Regions from separate parts of the Ovis aries genome. Here region 2 is linked to region 1. Evidence: chromatin contacts called from public Hi-C data. All regions are on one chromosome and are shown on one strand. The core of a region is the stretch at or near the end of the contact, and the rest is flanking DNA. Distances in the headings are between cores, read along the strand shown. Region 1 holds the start of RAD51 (RAD51 recombinase). Region 2 holds the start of VPS18 (VPS18 core subunit of CORVET and HOPS complexes).

Region 1 (2,983 bases), core at 343-2,842:
CCTCACGGCTGATAACGAGAATATATAAAGAATTCTTGCAAACCAGCAAGAAAGACAACCCAATAAAAAATAGGCAAAAGAGATCTGAACAAGCATGTCACAAGAGAAGATACTCAAATGGTTAATAAATGTATCCACAAATGCTCAATTTCATTAATAATCAGGAAAACTAAAATTAAAACCACAAGATAATAGCTAAAATTTTAAAAGATTAACATTAACTATTAGCAAACGTGTGGAACAACTGAACACTCATTCACCGCTGGTTCGAGTGTATTGGTACTGTATTAAACATGGAAGGTGAAGACAGACAAATACTTTGACCCAGGAATTTTGCCACTCTATTATTATTATTACTATTAACCCACTGAAAAACATATACGTGTGCACTAAACTGTATGCAGGAATTTTCTCAGCCACCTTTGTCCTGAAAGCTAAAAACTAGAAATAATCCTGATATCCATCATTGGTATAATGAATAGGACTACAACAAAGCAACGAGAAAGTATTGCTAAATGCAAAGACACGAACCTACAGACAGAACGTTGAGCAAAGCCAGACACAAAAATAGTCTTTCTTTACATAAAATTCAGAAACAGGCAAAATTAATCAATGGTATTAGTAGTCAACACAGTGGTTACCTCTGGCGAGAAGGGAGAGTATTAGAGAAGGGGGCACAAGGGAGGCTCCCGGGTGATGACAGCATTCTTTCTTGATCTGAGTGGTATATTCATTTTGTAATGACTCATGAAGCTGTACACACTTTTGATCTGTGCATTTTTCTATTTGTATACTACACTTGGCTTATAAGTTTAAGAAAAAACAGCATACGTCACTACAGATCATTACCTAGACATCACGTAAAAGGTCTTCCGCATTAGAAAAAGCAAATTATCTTACTGGTAACTGGAGGTGGGTACTCTGGTAAGCAAAATTTTGTGTAATGGAAAGGGCACTGACCAGAAACCTGGAAACCGTGGTTCTGGCTTAAGAGCTGTGACTCTGTCACTACACGTCTCTGGATCTTGGATTCCTCGCGGACGCCCATTAAGTAGGTGTTGGAAATGAAGGCCTCCCAAGGTTCCTCCCAGCTCTAAACGCTAGAGTGCGCTTCTATTTTCCCCTCAGCGAACTCCGACGGTCGAAGTAGCCCGGACACGTCCCCGCTCCGCCCCGCCATTTCTGAGTTTCTCACTTGGGAGAAACAGAGGGGCCCCTAAGGCTGCGGAGCTGGGGCCCAAATCTGGGTTTAAGCCTGGGACCGGCTTATGCCGGGACTAACCTGGCGGTGGAAGGGGCTTGGTCTCCGTCTCACACTCACCTGGACCTGCCGTGCTTTGCTATTCGCTAGGGCAGGTTGCACACTCCGACTACCGTCTGCTGGACCCGCCCGCGCCCGATCCCGGACGGACTGTAGATCCCCTCGCTTGTGCCCCGCTTCTCTACTCCCTTGCTTCGGCCTTCAGCACAAAACCCAGGCGAGTTTGAGCTTCCAACTGCGCTCCTGCGGCGGGTCTCACCTCCTCTTAGGCCTCGGTCTCAAGCCGCAGCGCGCGCTCTGCCTACAGCTTTCGGAAATCCCGCCAAATCCTATTGGGCAAGGTCACGCCCGCGTCAACGTAACGTCTCCCCACCCTTCTCGGGCCCGCCTTCCAGCCGCCTCGACCACTCGTGAGATCGAGAGTTGGGCTCAAAGAACTTGAGCTTGCAGGATGTTATGGGTTCCCGTCTTCTTTTTCTCCGTTAGGACTAATCCAGAACTTGAGAGTTGCGTTTTTCTCACCCTTTACCAGATCGAGGACTACAACTCCCAAGAGGCTGTGGGCCTCCCGAGACCACATATCCCAGTATGCACCGCGGGCGGGCGACTCAGCTGTAGCTCCTCAGCCCCTCTTGGGAATAGCCAGGCTCTTGGGGACTGGTGGCTTAGACAGTAAAGAATCCGCCTACACTGAGGAAGACCTGGGTTCGATCCCTGGGTCGGGAAGATCCCCTGGAGGAGGGCATGGCAACCCACTCCGGTAATCTTGCCTGGAGAATCCCCATGGACAAAGGAGAGTGGCGGGTTACAGCCCATGGGGTGACAAAGAGTTGGACACGACTGAACGACTAAGCACAGCACTGGGAGCTCTTAATTTGTTTCTTAAGTGTCTAACCTGGGGCATTTGGCCCTTCAGGGTGCGCTGAGCCTCTAACTTAGACCAATTACGGAGTTCAGGCGCTTTCTAGGCTCTTGTAGATGGTGGAGCTGATGCCGCTGAAGTACCTGGGTGAAACTGGAACAGAAAGCTAATGGAGAGAAAGGACGGACTGAACTATTAGTCAAGCTGTGGTACTTTACTGGAAATTTGCAGGACTCTGGATTTTGAGAATGTAAATCTTTTCGTAGTTTATTAAAAGTTGATTCCAGTTTTAAAGGGTGATTAGTGTTTACTGGGCGTAGATGAGATGGAAGACATTATAAGCGAATAGCGCTGTGTGGGTATGGAAATTAACTGTGGTTAAGGAGTACTGTCTGATGAGGGAGGAAAAGTGTCTTACCAGGTGCTGAGAGTTTACGTTTATATTATTTCCATGAAGAGAAGTAGGGAGAAGGAAACGGCAACCCACTTCAGTATTCTTGCCTGGAGAATCCCAGGGACTGAGGAGCCTGGTGGGCTGCCGTCTGTGGGGTCGCACAGAGTCGGACACGACTGAAGCGACTTCGCAGCAGCAGCAGCAGCATGAAGAGTCGTATAAGACCATTATAGAACTTTGATCTTTATTCTTTAGGTAATGGGTACATCTGAAAGTTTTTAATCCAATGAATCTCATGCTTTATACCTGTTTTTTGTTCCACACCACTTTATGTTTGTGGAGTGCTTTAAAATTCATGAACTTTTTATTTAATCCTCACATGGTTACCCTGTGGCATTGAAGGACAGATTTCAGGATAGAGTAAAAACAATAGAAACTGTTATGAAGTGCTTGAAATATTTCAGGC
Region 2 (2,812 bases), core at 211-2,710, 170 kb before region 1:
AGGTTAACTATGAAACAGAGGAAGGGCAAGAAGAGGCAGATTGCTCCTCTCCACCTTCTTCTAACATATTCCTACCCCAGGATGTTGGTTAGTGACACTTTAAATATCAATATATCAAGCACTTTACTAATCACCTCTACATTAGTCCTATGCTACATTATAGGTTCCGGGCTCTTCCCACACCTCTGAAAGCAGTAAGGGGTTGATTCTTTGAACTCTTGGGATGCTATTACACCACTATGTACCTGCTCCTGGTGGTAATGAGGGAAAGTTTGAGTGTTCTCCCTTATTAGTCTTTGGCCAAGCAATCCCAGCTCAACTAAAGTCTAGTTCCACTTTCTTCCCTCCTCCCTGCCCATGCAATAATGCTCTCAATGAGTCTCCAGAAGAATGAGGGCAGAGGGATCCCTGAGAAACCCTTCCAATCAGTTGGTTAACAAACTGCTGGTACTTTCTCTCTAGCCTTTACTTTCATTTCTCTATCACTACTCAAAATATTCCTGCACTTCAGATGCCTCTGCCAACTCTGTACTACTTTCTACAAAAACTTCCCCTCACCATCCAGCTGCAAACAGCTCTACCAAAAGCTTAAGATACTTCATTTTCCCCTGTTCAGTGACAGAGTTCCCTCTAGGCTCATCCCTCCTTCCCCTACAACAGTCCCCTTTCACCAGTTCTTTACTCATTCTTTCTCTTACCTCCAGAAGGGGACTGATGGGAAAAACACTGAATCAGATGAAGCCTATTCTCATCTGAACCTATTGTCAGTTTTCCCAACTGCTGCCCTCTAAGCAAGTCACTTCCTTATCTGAGTCCCAGTTCCCTCTTAGAAGGACTCTAGTGGCATGGCCTAGATCACGCGGCTGTGCTTGCTGCTCTTTCAAACTTCGACCATCCACCGCCTGGAGGCCATAAGAACCTGAGGAGAACCAAGGGCCTAAATCCAGACAGCAGGTCCAGGAGGTGAACCCGAGCTCCTGGAGCCACCCGCTCCGCTCCTCCCATGCAGATGCCAGGAGAGCCGAGAGGTGCAGCGGCGCCCTCACTTCCCTTACCCGAGTGGGGGATGCCCACGCTGGGGCAGCCGGGCTGCAAGACGGTCGAGCGGGACAGGGAGTCCTCGTATTCATCCAGGATAGACGCCATGGTGCCCGGCCTCTGGGTCCTCCGTCCCAGGGATTACAACAGGGCTCCCCCCAGGGATCCCCGTCTCCCCGGATTGGAAGCTGCGACTCCCCAGCCTCGACAGGAATCTGACAGATCCTGGCAATCGGCCACCGCCAACTCCTCCTCTTTAAAATCCTGAGAATCTTTTCACTCTCGCCTTATAGAGTGAGAAGATCGGAGAGCCCGCCTCCTTGAATTTGGCGCAGTCCTGCACCCAACTCACGCCCCCAAGAGAGCACCTGTTCCCCCTAGCCGATCTCAGGTGATCCCAACCTCGCCCGAGCAGCTCAGCTGACTCCCGCCCCTGGGACGCACGCCTATAACGTAACTTCCGGGTTCTCAGAGGCCCACGTTTGCTGGCGCAGGAACGTCGCGGAGCCGGCCCTTGGGAGGTGCGGTGAGATCTGCGGTGGGCGGGGCCGGATGGTGGTAGGGGCGGGGTCGGGTGGTGGACGGGCGGGGCTATGGGCCTAGCTGGCGCTCCAGCGGAGGAGTGCTCCGTTCTCTGTTGGGGATAGTCCGAGCTGGTGGCGGTGGTTTAGTCATTAAACCATGTTCGACTCTTGCGACCCCATGGACTGTATGTACCCCGCCAGGCTCCTCTGTCCATGGGATTCTCCAGGCAAGGATACTGGAGTGGGTTGCCATTTCCTTCTCCAGGGGATCTTCCTGACCCAGGGATTGAACCCAGGTCTCCTGCACTTCAGGCAGTTTCTTTACCGATTGAGCTACCAAGGAAGCTCCTAGGTGGTGGATGGGTCCCGCTGAACACAAGCCCCACCCTCCTGGACTCTGCTGCAGTTCTAGACTTTGACACCAGGAGGCAACCCTGGCTTTCTCTGTCGCCTTTCCAGACCCGCCCAGCGCAATCCAGCCTCAGCCTCTGAGAAGGTCCCCAGCATTTTTCACGCCCAGGCTTCCCTCCCGCAGAAGACCACTCAACCTCTGGTCAGCTCCCGCTCGCACGTTTAAAAATAGCCCATTGCCCTAGGTCCCCAGTGAAGGAAAAGACTACCCACTCCAGTACTCTTGCCTGGGGAATTCCATGGACAGAGGAGCCTGGAGGGCTGCAGTCCGTGAGGTAGCAAAGAGTCGGACACGACTAAGCGACTAACACACACAATAGGTCCCCAGGAGAACATTCCTTTCTTCAATCTAAACGTCACCTAAATCCTCCCTTCACACGCACAGGGAGGCAGTCCTGGCCTCTCTTCTCCCACGTCCAGGGAGCCACCCGTTTCCAGAAAGTGGCAGAGATGGTGGCTCGGCCAGCAGGAAGCTAGTCTCGTCTCTGGTTCGCAGTGGCTCCTCCGTGTTGAGCACTTACTCTCTTCCTGGACTTGAGTTAGGTGCTGGGGTCACAGAGATAAGTACAACAACCGTCCTGAAAGATCATAATCCAGAGGGACTATAGACCCATAAATAGGTAGTTAATGCTGATTGTGAGGTGAAAGTCGCTCTTCTACTCTTTGTGACCCCGTGGACTGTAGCCTGTCAGTCTCCTCTGTCCAGGGAATTCTCCAGGCCAGTATACTTGAGTGGGTATAGCTGTTCCTTTCTCCAGGGGATCTTCCCAACCCAGGGATTAAACCCAGGTCTCCTGCATTGCAGGCAGATTCTTTATGGTCTGAGCCATCAGGGAAGC

Evidence for each region. A called contact is a pair of places that touch in the nucleus more often than the background predicts.
Region 2: a contact with region 1 is called in a Hi-C map of liver, with 3 times the contacts expected there. The contact joins the promoter of VPS18 here to the promoter of RAD51 in region 1. A contact is called at or near these places in 4 of 16 Hi-C or Micro-C datasets (hypothalamus, liver, mixed tissues and 1 more).

The regions. Positions count from the first base shown.
Region 1 is chr7:34,459,630-34,462,612 of ARS-UI_Ramb_v3.0, reverse strand. It overlaps RAD51 (RAD51 recombinase), which reads right to left and starts at 1,592. Exons shown (of 10, transcript XM_042252290.2): 1 at 1,322-1,592.
Region 2 is chr7:34,632,129-34,634,940 of ARS-UI_Ramb_v3.0, reverse strand. VPS18 (VPS18 core subunit of CORVET and HOPS complexes) reads right to left here and starts at 1,460. Exons shown (of 5, transcript XM_004010456.6): 1 at 1,056-1,460. The coding sequence starts at 1,146.